4 separate regions of the Mus musculus genome follow, and regions 1, 2 and 3 are each linked to region 4. The links are chromatin contacts, called in public HiChIP or PLAC-seq and promoter capture Hi-C maps. All regions are on one chromosome and are shown on one strand. Each heading gives the region's core, a stretch centred on a gene start, on an enhancer-like site or on the middle of the called end of the contact. The rest is flanking DNA. Distances are from core to core; before and after follow the strand shown.

Region 1 (2,734 bases), core at 92-2,591, 210 kb before region 4:
CCCTTGGTAAATTTCCAGCATATGAACTCACTCATCTGAAAACAGGATGTGGCGCGTGAAGTGTGAGGTCAGACTGCCTGCTCTTTTTTCTTTACCCTAGGGCAGAGAGGAAAGAGGGGTGGTCCCAGAAAGGTGAGACCAGAGAGGGGATCTTACAACGTCCACACTTGAGAAATGTCACTTCACCAATTGCACTTGAGAATCGGCGACTTTTATGTGCAAGAGGTAGATCAGCCATTAAAGCTAGGGTCACAACCAAAAACTAAGAAAGAACCAGTGACTTTTAATGTCAGAGACACAGGGAGCTCGTAGACTCCGTTACTGTTAGAATTCAAAGGCCCACAGCGGGCTGAGTGGCATATGCCTGTGATCCTAGCACTTGAGAAACTGAGGCAGGAGGCTTACCAATTCTAAGCCAGCCTAGACTACATAGCAAGACCCTGTCTCAAAAAATAAAATAAAATAAAATAAAATAAAATAAAATAAAAGCAGATGAATGGAAGATCCTTAGAGGTCACCTCTGACCATGCTTGCACAAATCACAGAGGTTGTATTTCGTGTTCCTGAGACACAACACTTGCCTTCAGGCAGACATCCCCTTTCCAAGTCAAGCCCCAGAAGTCTTTATTCCACCAGCCACCCAGATGCAGTATCACCTGCCTGCTAGAAACCTGAAGCCAACAGCAGACCTGCTATGGGAGGGAGACATACACACCTCCCTCATCCAAACAAAAGCCCAACCAAGTAGGTCCTGTGCTTGGGAAGCTGAGGCAGGAGCATGGCTTACAGTTTGGAGTCTTCAGGGCTACACGGGAAGACCTTGTCTCAAAACAAACAAATCAATCAGTTAGAAATCAAGTAAGGAGCCCAAGCCAAATTAACCAGATAAAGAAACACTGACCATCTGACCAGGAGCCAGCGGACATCTGCGGACAGACGGCACCCTTGTGAGATTGCTGGTTTGCAAAAATTACACCAGTTGGTTGGTTGGTTTTTTAATCTTTTAAACTAAACTTATATCCTGACACTAAGTTCCCTAACTCTTTGGAGTAAGAGTGAGTGAGTGTGTGTGTGTGTGTGTGTGTGTGTGTGTGTGTATCAAATGCTGCGTGTGTTTAGCTTAAAAAGCACAACCACTTCCCTGCTTCACCCAGTTTCTTTAGCGCCCAATGCCAAGAGCACTGCACTATCACACTGCCATCTGCATTGTTCACAGAGATTGGCAGAGTTTACCGGGTGCTGGGCTCTTAACAAGAATCCACTGTGGTAAAGCTTGCTGTTTTTCCACTCTTGCCTTGCGGCACTTCAGGCTGGAGCTCAATGTTGTTTGTGTGTGTGCTGAGTATCTCAGGAGTGCAGCCACTGATGGAATGCTAGGAGTCAGCTAGCACCAGGACCCCAACAGAAGCACTCCAGTTCTGTTTCCTTGAGGGAGGAGCGATCAGCCCGCCCCCCGGCCAGCCTCCGAAGCCAGCCCAGCTCAGTCCCACCCGCCTGCCCAGCCCAGCTTCCCTTGGCTTCCGCCAGCCCAGCCCGGTTCTCTGCCCCAAGGACGCTACCGCCCGGTGCGAGCAGAAGGCGGCGCACAGGTTGGTTGCCCGTCCCCCGCGGGTCCCCAGGGTCCCCAAGTGCGACCATACTCAGCCTCTCTCCCTTCCTGAGCGGTGCTCTGGTCCTTAAGCTGTCACTTCGGTTCTGCCCTCAGCTCTGAGCTCGTTCTGATGTGGCAGGGGACATCACCTGCTGAAGGAAAGGGGGCAGGTAGGCAGGAATTCATAGGTAGGCGACTAGACAGCATGTCCAGGCTAAAGGCAGCATGTAGGCCATGGGATCCCAATCTGGACACTGTCACCGAGATGTTCCAAAGTGTGGGGTGTGGCCCAGGTGGGTCCCCAAAGACTAGAAGGAGGATGAGACGCCTCTGTTCAGCAGATAGATTGTCCATTCTGGGAGCCATGGAGATGAGACTAAGGAAGATGGAGGTGAGAAGGCGGTGAAAGAGACCTGTAAAAAGCCACCGCAGTGTAAAAAATAACTCTGAAGGGTGTGAAGGAAAGTGCTGTCATAGAAAGGAAGGCTAGAAGTCCACTGGCCTGCTTCTGATGGGACTGAAATTAGGGCAGGCCCGGAGCATTTGACAGTGTGTGGGCTTATGACAGGGCTGAGTAGATTCCCTGGAGTTTCAGCAGCTGTGCTGACAATCTTCTTTAAACTTTGTATTGCAGTGTGAGAAGAGAGAGTGGATATGGGAGAAGAATTTGGGATAATTGCCAAGCTCATTTTAAAGCACAGGTCTGGTCTCAGTCCTTCCTGCCTCTCTAGCTTTAAGGTCTTGAGCAAGTCACTCAATTTATCTGTGCCTTGGACCCCTGGGCTATAGAGTAGGGGAGGGTCTCCAAAGACTGGAGGGAAATATTGACAAAATGTTTGTTAAAGTACTTAAAACGAGGCTGGAACTGTGGCTTGGTTAGCAAGCACTTGTACGCAGCCTTGGGTCTGATCCCAGTACTGAGAAAAACAAACCACTTTACAGGTAGCACCAGAGCAGCAGTGCCTGTTGTCTTAGCCCACAGCCGTGTGGGAGTATTCTAATGCTGGTAGCAGGAGCTGGGAGATGAGCTGGAGTGGGGGGGGGGGGGCGCCCGTCTAGGACAAGAGAAAAGGATCCAGAAGGTTGGGTGCTTCCCTTGTGTCCCAGTCGGAAAAGGAAAGGACATGTGGGGTGCAGGGGGTT
Region 2 (2,700 bases), core at 73-2,572, 190 kb before region 4:
AATGATTTTACAGAGTAGTGACTTGGTAGGACCTTGCCATCCCTGAATGTGACCTTTGAGAGCCTTGCCAAGTGCTTGTCCTCCCAGCCTCATTTTACATAAAAATAAACTGAAGCCAAAGAGGTGGGGTCCCCAGCAGGGGCTGCTTAGAGCTGTGCAGAGCCCTTCCCAAGAATGTGCCATCAGGGAAAGAGCTCCATAGGACCCCAGGCTTGGTCACTGGCGATGTCTTGCCTCTTGGAGCCATTCCTAAGGATTTTTAGCAAAACCAAAAAGTACCCTTCTCATACCAGCCTCCAGGGAGGGCCCAACCTTTGGGTAACAGAGAAGACTCAATGCCAAGATTTGGTAGGCCTGGGCCTTAACCCGAATTCTGTTCTGGGTCATAAAACAATACCCAGCCACTTCCTCAGTCTCTAGCTATTTGATGGTTCGTTAAAATGGTAGCTCCCAAGTGTAACTGGGAGGCAAGCCTCAAGGCACCCCATGGAAGAATTAAAACCACAAATGCTAGCTCACCCCCACTGCTGAGTCAGCACTGTCAAATATGGGGCCTTCCCTGTGATCAGAAGGGCAGGTGCCAGCCCCAGGGCTAGGCAATTAGAGCATGACCTACCTCAGCACTTTCCTAGAGAAGAGGGCTGGGCCCCAAACCCCGATATCCTCAGGGTTCCTGCTGAACCCCACCCCCTCATCCTCACTGCCCAGTGCCGCCCTGCTGCCCTGTACTGACACTGGCTTCACCTTGCAGCTTTCTACACTGCCAAGTATGGTTACAAGTTGTGCCTGCGCTTGTACCTGAACGGGGATGGCTCAGGCAAGAAGACCCACCTGTCCCTCTTCATCGTGATCATGAGAGGAGAATACGATGCTCTCCTGCCCTGGCCTTTCAGGAACAAGGTATGGGGAGAAGATGGTTTGAGGGGACGGCATGGTAACGTGGGCCCTGCTGACTTTAGCCATGGACTTGAAGACCTGGGCAAGCCTCCTTTAGTTACTTTAATCCATTTCCTTCTATAAAATGAAGCCGAATGCAAATCCCGCAGCCAGGACTCCCCCAACCCTCTGAGCAGGAGCTGCTGTTTCTGGAACAGGGCATCCCGAGGAGAGATTAAACAAGCGCTAGCCTATCTAAAGCCCTCCCCAGGAATTCCGGTGCCAGCAAGTTTAAAAACAGCCTCAGTGGATAGTGAGAAGCAGTGTTTCCTGGGGTATATTCAAGGGCTTGTGCCAGGGCAGAGTTTGCGTCGTGCTTAGGTGATCCACTTCTCAGGGAGGTTAAGTGGTCTGCTCTGGGTAAAGACGCTCAGCTCTGCGGAAGTCCCAAGACTTGACAGAAGCCCCGCCCCCAGCGGAAGTAGGTTTCTCTGCAGAGTGGAGGGAGGTCCCAGCTCGAGTTTCTGAGTCAGAAGCCAAGGCTAGGTGCCTGTGTCCAGCCTTCTTGTCAGTACATCTTAGTCTCAGCTGCCAATGTAACTATGACATCAGAATCCCCACTGCTGTTGGCCTAGGGAGAGGGCTCAAATGATGAGTCCAGTTCCCCAGAATCCACATCAAAAATCAAGTACAGAGCCGGGCGTGGTGGTGCACGCCTTTAATCCCAGCATTCGGGAGGCAGAGGCAGGCAGATTTCTGAGTTCGAGGCCAGCCTGGTCTACAAAGTGAGTTCCAGGACAGCCAGGGCTATACAGAGAAACCCTGTCTCCAAAAAAAAAAAAAAAAAAAAAAATCAAGTACAGGCACCTGCCATCCCAGAACTGAGAAGGAGGGGACATGAGGACCTGTGGAGCTTGCTAGACAGTCAGCATACATTAATTAACCAGTTATCTCCAAATCTAAATAAATAAGGAAAGCAATTAAGGAAGACACCTAAATGGTGACCTCTGTTTATACACACACACACACACACACACACACACACACACACGTATACACACATGCACACACACACAGAATTTCCACTGCCTTCCTGCTGTGTGGGCCAGTGAAGGGTAAAGCCTGAAGCTGCCACAGTACCAGATGTTCCTCCCACTCCCACGCACAGATGTGAAGTCCTGACACTGCCGCCTCCACTCCGTGTAAACTAAGGGTCAGAGGCACAGCCCAAGCAGTGTGCATGCAGCCCCTCTGACCCCAAACACTGGCCTTCCATGAGGGAGAGTGCCGTCCTCTGAAGCCTGACCATCTACCTGCCTCTACCCTACAGGTCACCTTTATGCTACTTGACCAGAACAACCGAGAGCATGCTATTGATGCCTTCCGGCCTGACCTGAGCTCAGCCTCCTTCCAGCGGCCACAGAGTGAGACCAACGTGGCCAGCGGCTGCCCGCTCTTCTTCCCCCTCAGCAAGCTGCAGTCACCCAAGCACGCCTACGTCAAAGATGACACAATGTTCCTCAAATGCATTGTGGACACTAGTGCTTAGGGATGGGGGGAGGGGGTGTCTCCTGACAGAACCAGCTTAGACTGGGGGACTTAGCTAGACAGCCAGGCCCTGCCTGCCCTTGGAGCCCACAGCCCACGACAAGGAGGAGCCAAGGCTGGCATGACTTCAGCGCCACAGCATGCTGGTTATGGCTGATGTGAGGCTGGAGAAACGTGTGCGTACAGAGACAGAGTGGAGGAGAAGACAGAAGTGCTCTTTTCACACAGACTACACGACACCAGGAGGCCAGCATGCCAGCAGCTTCTGAATGTTGA
Region 3 (2,700 bases), core at 88-2,587, 160 kb before region 4:
CTGGAATCCTAAAGGTGCCTCTGGCCAGCCTAGAGGCTCATGACAGAGCTTCCTGTACAGAGAAGGGTTATCTCTGCAGAAAGTGGTGTGCAGCTATGCCTTCCTGGGCTGGAAGAGCCTGTCTGGTGGGGCTGCTACCAACTTCCTTTCCAGGCTCAGCCAGATTCTGCTGTGGGTCAAATCCTCAGGAGGAGCAGTAAGACCCAGAAGTAAAGGGGAATGTGGGCATGTGGAAGAGGACTCCTGTATCTCAAACTGAGGGGGCAGACAGGAGCTGCAGGCCAGACTGCCCACACCCCAGGGAGCAGAGGGCCAATGTGAACCCTGAAAAATGAACAGGGAAGGCTCTAGGAGGAAAGAGCACACCAGGAATGCACTCATCCCAGCAGGGTGTGTCTGCAGGGAGCCATTCGAGCAGGTGCAGTGGGCAGTCCAGATTGAAAGCAGGGATGCAGGTAGGGGGTGTTGACCGACACTATCTCAAGCTCTGGCGCCAAGAGTGCGTCTGGTTCAGGACACTCTGGTTTTTTTCTCCTGGAGGGAGATCTTATCTGATTGGAGCCCTATCCACAAGATCTGTCTTAAGCTTGCCCTTTTCATATTTGCCGTGTTTGTGCACATGGTCTGTGTGACTATCTCTTTTACACTGTTAACTCTACAGTGCGTGACTGGCATACTCGAGTGGGTCTTGTGGTCACTGTGTCGGGGCTCTATGTTGCTGACTTGTGTATGCCTTGCACGTGGTTTCGCGGGAGTCTATGCTGAGGGCAGTGTCATTTGAGTGTTGTGACTTATGGCACACATATATATGTGGTGTGTGTCCTGTGTCTGATTCTCTTAGGCTTTTCCTGGTCTCCAAGGAGTAGTGTGGAATGTTGGTTCTGTAAGATCAAGGTGCTGGGAGACCAACCCGGGTCGTGAAGGGTCTGGGTGTAGTAGCTGTGTGCGTGTGGTGTGCGTACGCTCGCCCAGCCGTGGTTCTGTACAGCTGTGTTTCCGCGTGTGCCCGCTGGACTCGCTGCGCGGGGGCGGCCCCGGGAGACGCTGCGGGGCCCCGCCAGCCGCGGGCTCCAATGGCAAAGCCGGTGCGGCCCCTGCTAATTACATAAGCGGGGACGTCAATAATTCGCGGGAAAACGCGAAAAAGATGGCGCCCCGCGCCCGGGGGGCCCCTTCCTGAGCTCACCGGCCCCTCCCTCCCCGCGTCCCCTCCTCCCCGCGGCGCCCCCGCCCCGCCCCGCCCCCGCCGAGACCCCTACCCCGGCCCCAGGGGCGGACACTCGGCCAGGCAGCCCTGGGCCGAGCGCACCGCCGCCGCCGATGTGCCTGGTGGCCAGACTCCAAGTGGGACCGGCTGACGCGCTGCCTCGCGGTAAGTCCCGCGCTGCGGGCGCCCCGGGAGTGTCCGCGTTTCACGCTTTAATCCCTGCACACGACCCCTCTCCTAGAAACCTAGATTGAGCCCTAGGATCCCCGGGCGGGGGCTGGAGGCTGCGCGCTTGTGGGATGGGGATAGAGATGGAGCCCGAGCGGTACCCTCAGGGCAGCGGGAGTCCCAGCCACAATCCCAACGCTGGCCAGGGTGTGGGTGACAGGTCTCCGTTTGTGGCCGTGTGCCTTTTCTTTTCCATTTAAAGCTATGGAGAGGAGGATAGGCAGGACATTTGGGATTTTGCTCACGTCCAAAGTAAGGCACGATCGGCTGGGAGCGGGAGAAAGTTTGCAATTAGAGCAACTGAGGAAAGGAGTGCCTGAAGCTGAAGGGGACACTTTCTGCAAGCTATCCTCCCCCCTGAACACCCTTTTAAAAAGCCAACGGCCGCCCTGGAGAGGCCTCGGCGCATGAATCATGCGCGCTTCCTGCCCCCGCCCGGCCCCGCGCGCCCAGTGCCGCGGATTTGAACTGGACTCCGACGGGAACCCGCAAACAAGCATTTCTGTGCCGATGGGTTTGAATCAGCCAATCACAGCCCTCGGGGGCCCTCTCCAGGAGGATGGAGGCGGGATGGGGGGGCCACCACCCGGGGGCCCAGCACGGCCTCGGGGGCGCAGCGACCCGGCTTGCCCCCAAAAGCTCAGTGGGGGAGGAAATGTCAGTTTGTGAACCTGCTGAGGCCGGCCGGCCCTGCGGTACTCCAGGCCCAAGCAAGCAGGGACCTCCCAGCTCCCAAAGAGCCAAGTGCCAGGGAAGAGGGCAAAAGTTCTGACTACAGCCCACACCTGGTGCTTGTGCCTCTGCCCTGGAATAAAAGACAGGAGGGAGAGAAGGCAAGAGGAGCTTTACTCCCATCATCGGGAGACCCAAGACCCTGACTATGCCCTGCCGCCCCAGGCCCCTCATATGTCCACGTGTATTTAGTTTTACGTATAGGACTAGCACATTGCCAGACTAACCTTCTCTGAAGAGGCACTCACATGGAAACACACCCAGAGCTGTCTTCTTGTGGGCTGGCAGGGCACCAGGTGCCCAACACCTAGGCAGAGGGAGAGACCCTGAGCAGGAGCGCCCCCACCATCCCCACACACGGCAAGCTGTGTTTGACCTTAGAGTGTATGTATGTGGAGGAATGTGATGCCAGGTGAGCCCCCCGGAGGGGAGAAAGCAATAATGCTGGCCACTCCTGAAGGTTTGGGAAGCCACAAACCTTCTGGAAGATTCCTGGAGGGAAGCTGGGTGTCCTGAGACTCCCCGTACCAGGT
Region 4 (2,700 bases), core at 154-2,653:
TTCTTTTTATTTATGTATATTCATTTATGTATTTACACATTTATACATTCACACAATTTATTTGTGTGTTTGTTTGTTTGTTTATGGGGGGCAAGTTTTTGCCACAGTGGTGGTCAGAAAATATTGCAGGAGTCATTTATCCTTCCTCCCCTATGTGGGGTGTTTGGTGTCAAACTCTGGTGGTTCGGTTTGGTGGCAAATGCCTTTACTTGAAGGTTTCCTTTTGTGTCTTTGAAAGCCTTTCTTCAAGCTGGGCAGTGGTGGCACAAGCCTTTAATCCCAGCACTTGGGAGGCAGAGGCAGGTGGATTTTGTGCTCTGGAGCTCTGGAGCCTTTGAACACAATCTTCTGTTCAAGGGGGTTTTCCCTTATGCAGTCTACAAATTTTATATCCTCCCCCTCTCTTTTTCTGGATTTTTTTTCTTTTTCTTTTTCTTTTTCTTTTCCTTTTTTTTTTTTTTTTTTTTTTTAAACAAGATTTCTCTGTGTAGCACTGTCCTGGAACTTGCTCTGTAGACTAGGCTAGCCTTGAGATCTGCCTGCCTGTTTTTGCCTCCGCCTGCCTGTTTTTGCCTCTTGAGTGCTGGGATCCTGACTCATCTACCTTGGAATCTAGTCACAGCCAAATCTCTTTTCCTTTCTTTCTTTTCTTCTTTGGCCTTTTGAGACAGGGGCTCTGTATAATCCTGGTTATCCTGGAACTCTGAGATTGGTCTGATTTTGCCTTCCAACTGCTGGGATTAAAGTCATGGGCCACAAAACTCAGCCTAGGTCTTGATTTCTTAATTCAATATGGTCTCTTTCTCTGGAATCTCATAACACTTTGTAATTCTTCATAGCACTTTGTAATTTAGTTTATTGTTACAAAACTCAATCTATGGGAGATACTCTCCACTTTATATTGTAAATTGTATCCACTTGCTTTTTCATCTGGTTGGTGCTTTGTACAATGTAACAGACCCGACTGATAATCTTTAATTGAACTCTGTTGAATGGCAACATGGTACCAAAGACATTTTACTTGATACCCACAATGCTATTGTAACAAAGTAGCAAATAGGAAGCAAATTGTGACAAAAGAATTTCCTTTTGAGGCAGGGTCTCAAAGGATAGCTCCCGCTGGTCTAGACATCCTGTGTAGCTCAGGCTGGTTTAAACTTTTGTCTAATTCTGAGACATTTGCTTCAGCCTCCCAAAGGTTTTAGATTACAGGTGAGAGCTACCATGCTAGTTCAATTCTGATGATTTTTAAAGGAGGTGTATGGAAGACGGGTGGAAAGCTGTCTGGGATCTGATTTATGTTTGAATAGTTGGGAAGATGAGTTTTCACTTCCCCCTCCCCCCACCTTGGGGGCGGAGCATGAGACTCGTGGTGTTGCAGGATATATTCATTGTCTTCAATATTTTAAAGGGCTGTCAAGTGGGAACCAATTCTCCTTGCTTCCAGGCAGAATAACTACCTGCAAAGGGAGGAAAGACAAGGGAAGCAGATTTCAGCTCAGCAGAAGGCAGAACTTTCTAACATTTAGAGCTGTGCAACAGAGAGGAGCAGGCTGTACTCCTGAGAGGTAGTGAGCTGATACTGGAACATCCGAAACAGAAGTGAGACGTGGAGGCCATTCCTGCTTGGGTGGGAGCTGCACCGATGACCTTTAAGGTATGTTCTAGCTCTAAGGTTTCTGGGACTGTTCACTTCTGCTAACTTGACGCGTCCTTTCATTTTTTTTTTTTTTTTGAAAAAACAAAACCGACCTAAGCCTATTTAATGTAACACAGTTTACAGTTTATTTAATGTAATGTTATTTTTAAATAACACAGTTACAATAAAAATCGACAAAACGAGAAGTGGGAAATTATATTTATAAGTTAAAAATGAAGATACCGTCCAATTGGCATAGCTTTTAAGTGAAAGGGGAAGAGCGAGAGAGAGAGAGAGAGAGAGAGAGAGAGAGAGAGAGAGAGAGAGAGGAGAGAGAGAGAGAGAGAGAGAGAGAGAGAGAGAGAGAGAGGCTGGCTATTGGATGATGTTCCGAGCAAGAGAGGAGTGTCATTTTTCTTCCACCCGTCTTCTCTAGCACCAGGTACACGGAGACGTGAGGGCGGAGGATCGGCGTACAGGTCCTGGCAAGGCGGTTCGCGACCGGGAGCGGAAGGGCGGCCGTGGTCCGGACCACCGATCCCAGGGGCCCCCGCGGCGCCGCGCACGCGCACTGCTGAGGGGGCAGCGCCGCCGCAGGAGGCAGGGAAACCGACTGGCGATCTGTGGCGGCGGCTGGGCGGCGGTGGCAGTTCGCAGCGAGGGCGACGGCTCCGAGGCCGAGAGGCAGTCCAGCGAGGACCTGGGCGCCGTCCTCCGCATGACCTCACCGGTGAGTGCGCGTCCCCGGCCGGTCCGCACCGCGTGCCCCGCCGTCTGGCCTAGCACCGCAGCCCGCGCCTGACGGCCGCCCCGCCCCGGGCCCCGGGCCTGCCCCGTGCCCGGCGTCGCTCGGGTGGGAAGCCGCGCGGCCGGGCCCCGCGAGAGGGGTGGCGGCGTGCGGGTTCCGGCAGCCTGCCTGAGGCGGCGGGGACACAGGGCGCATGGGGGGGATGGGGTGGGAGCGCGACGGGGCGGGAAGGGGCGCAGTAGCGCGGGTCGCCTCTGTGGGCGTCCGGGGCAGGTGGGCAGCCGAGCCCGGGAGGCCAGGAGCGGACCGAATG

Evidence for each region. HiChIP or PLAC-seq counts read pairs in DNA pulled down with a chosen protein or histone mark. Capture Hi-C pulls out chosen DNA fragments and counts their contacts.
Region 1: a contact with region 4 is called in a promoter capture Hi-C map of liver. The contact joins the promoter of Traf1 here to the promoter of Gapvd1 in region 4. A contact is called at or near these places in 4 of 484 Hi-C or Micro-C datasets (B cells, CD4 T cells, Th1 cells and 1 more), 4 of 115 datasets of contacts at active chromatin or transcription factors (bone marrow-derived macrophages, memory CD8 T cells, pancreatic cancer cells and 1 more) and 3 of 9 other capture datasets (adipose tissue, liver and pancreatic islet).
Region 2: an H3K4me3 HiChIP or PLAC-seq map of embryonic stem cells shows a contact between it and region 4, with 5 times the contacts expected there. The contact joins the enhancer-like site here to the promoter of Gapvd1 in region 4. A contact is called at or near these places in 4 of 115 datasets of contacts at active chromatin or transcription factors (effector CD8 T cells, embryonic stem cells, memory CD8 T cells and 1 more) and 3 of 9 other capture datasets (adipose tissue, liver and pancreatic islet).
Region 3: a promoter capture Hi-C map of adipose tissue shows a contact between it and region 4. The contact joins the promoter of Phf19 here to the promoter of Gapvd1 in region 4. A contact is called at or near these places in 7 of 39 promoter capture datasets (the C10 cell line, embryonic stem cells, fetal liver and 4 more), 2 of 484 Hi-C or Micro-C datasets (cardiomyocytes and muscle stem cells), 4 of 115 datasets of contacts at active chromatin or transcription factors (bone marrow-derived macrophages, effector CD8 T cells, extraembryonic endoderm stem cells and 1 more) and 3 of 9 other capture datasets (adipose tissue, liver and pancreatic islet).

Annotation. Positions count from the first base shown.
Region 1 is chr2:34,960,379-34,963,112 of GRCm38.p6, reverse strand. Traf1 (TNF receptor-associated factor 1) reads left to right here and starts at 1,341. Exons shown (of 10, transcript NM_001326601.1): 1 at 1,341-1,589. Gm52552 (a long non-coding RNA gene) reads right to left here. Exons shown (of 3, transcript XR_003954034.1): 2 at 1,641-1,743. Gm46733 (a long non-coding RNA gene) reads right to left here and starts at 410. Exons shown (of 2, transcript XR_001783275.1): 1 at 32-410.
Region 2 is chr2:34,943,598-34,946,297 of GRCm38.p6, reverse strand. It overlaps Traf1 (TNF receptor-associated factor 1), which reads left to right. Exons shown (of 10, transcript NM_001326601.1): 9 at 752-900; 10 at 2,207-2,700. The coding sequence ends at 2,425. Among named protein-coding and RNA genes, the nearest start is that of Gm52552, 6.3 kb to the left of the region's middle. Within about 2 kb of position 1,322, at least 98 of the 459 cell types and tissues checked have an H3K27ac peak or open chromatin away from gene starts, as enhancers often do. A contact at or near this core is called in adipose tissue, effector CD8 T cells and embryonic stem cells, where this site is marked.
Region 3 is chr2:34,912,613-34,915,312 of GRCm38.p6, reverse strand. It overlaps Phf19 (PHD finger protein 19), which reads left to right and starts at 1,337. Exons shown (of 15, transcript NM_028716.4): 1 at 1,337-1,372.
Region 4 is chr2:34,753,935-34,756,634 of GRCm38.p6, reverse strand. Gapvd1 (GTPase activating protein and VPS9 domains 1) reads left to right here and starts at 1,403. Exons shown (of 27, transcript NM_001356441.1): 1 at 1,403-1,657; 2 at 2,076-2,369.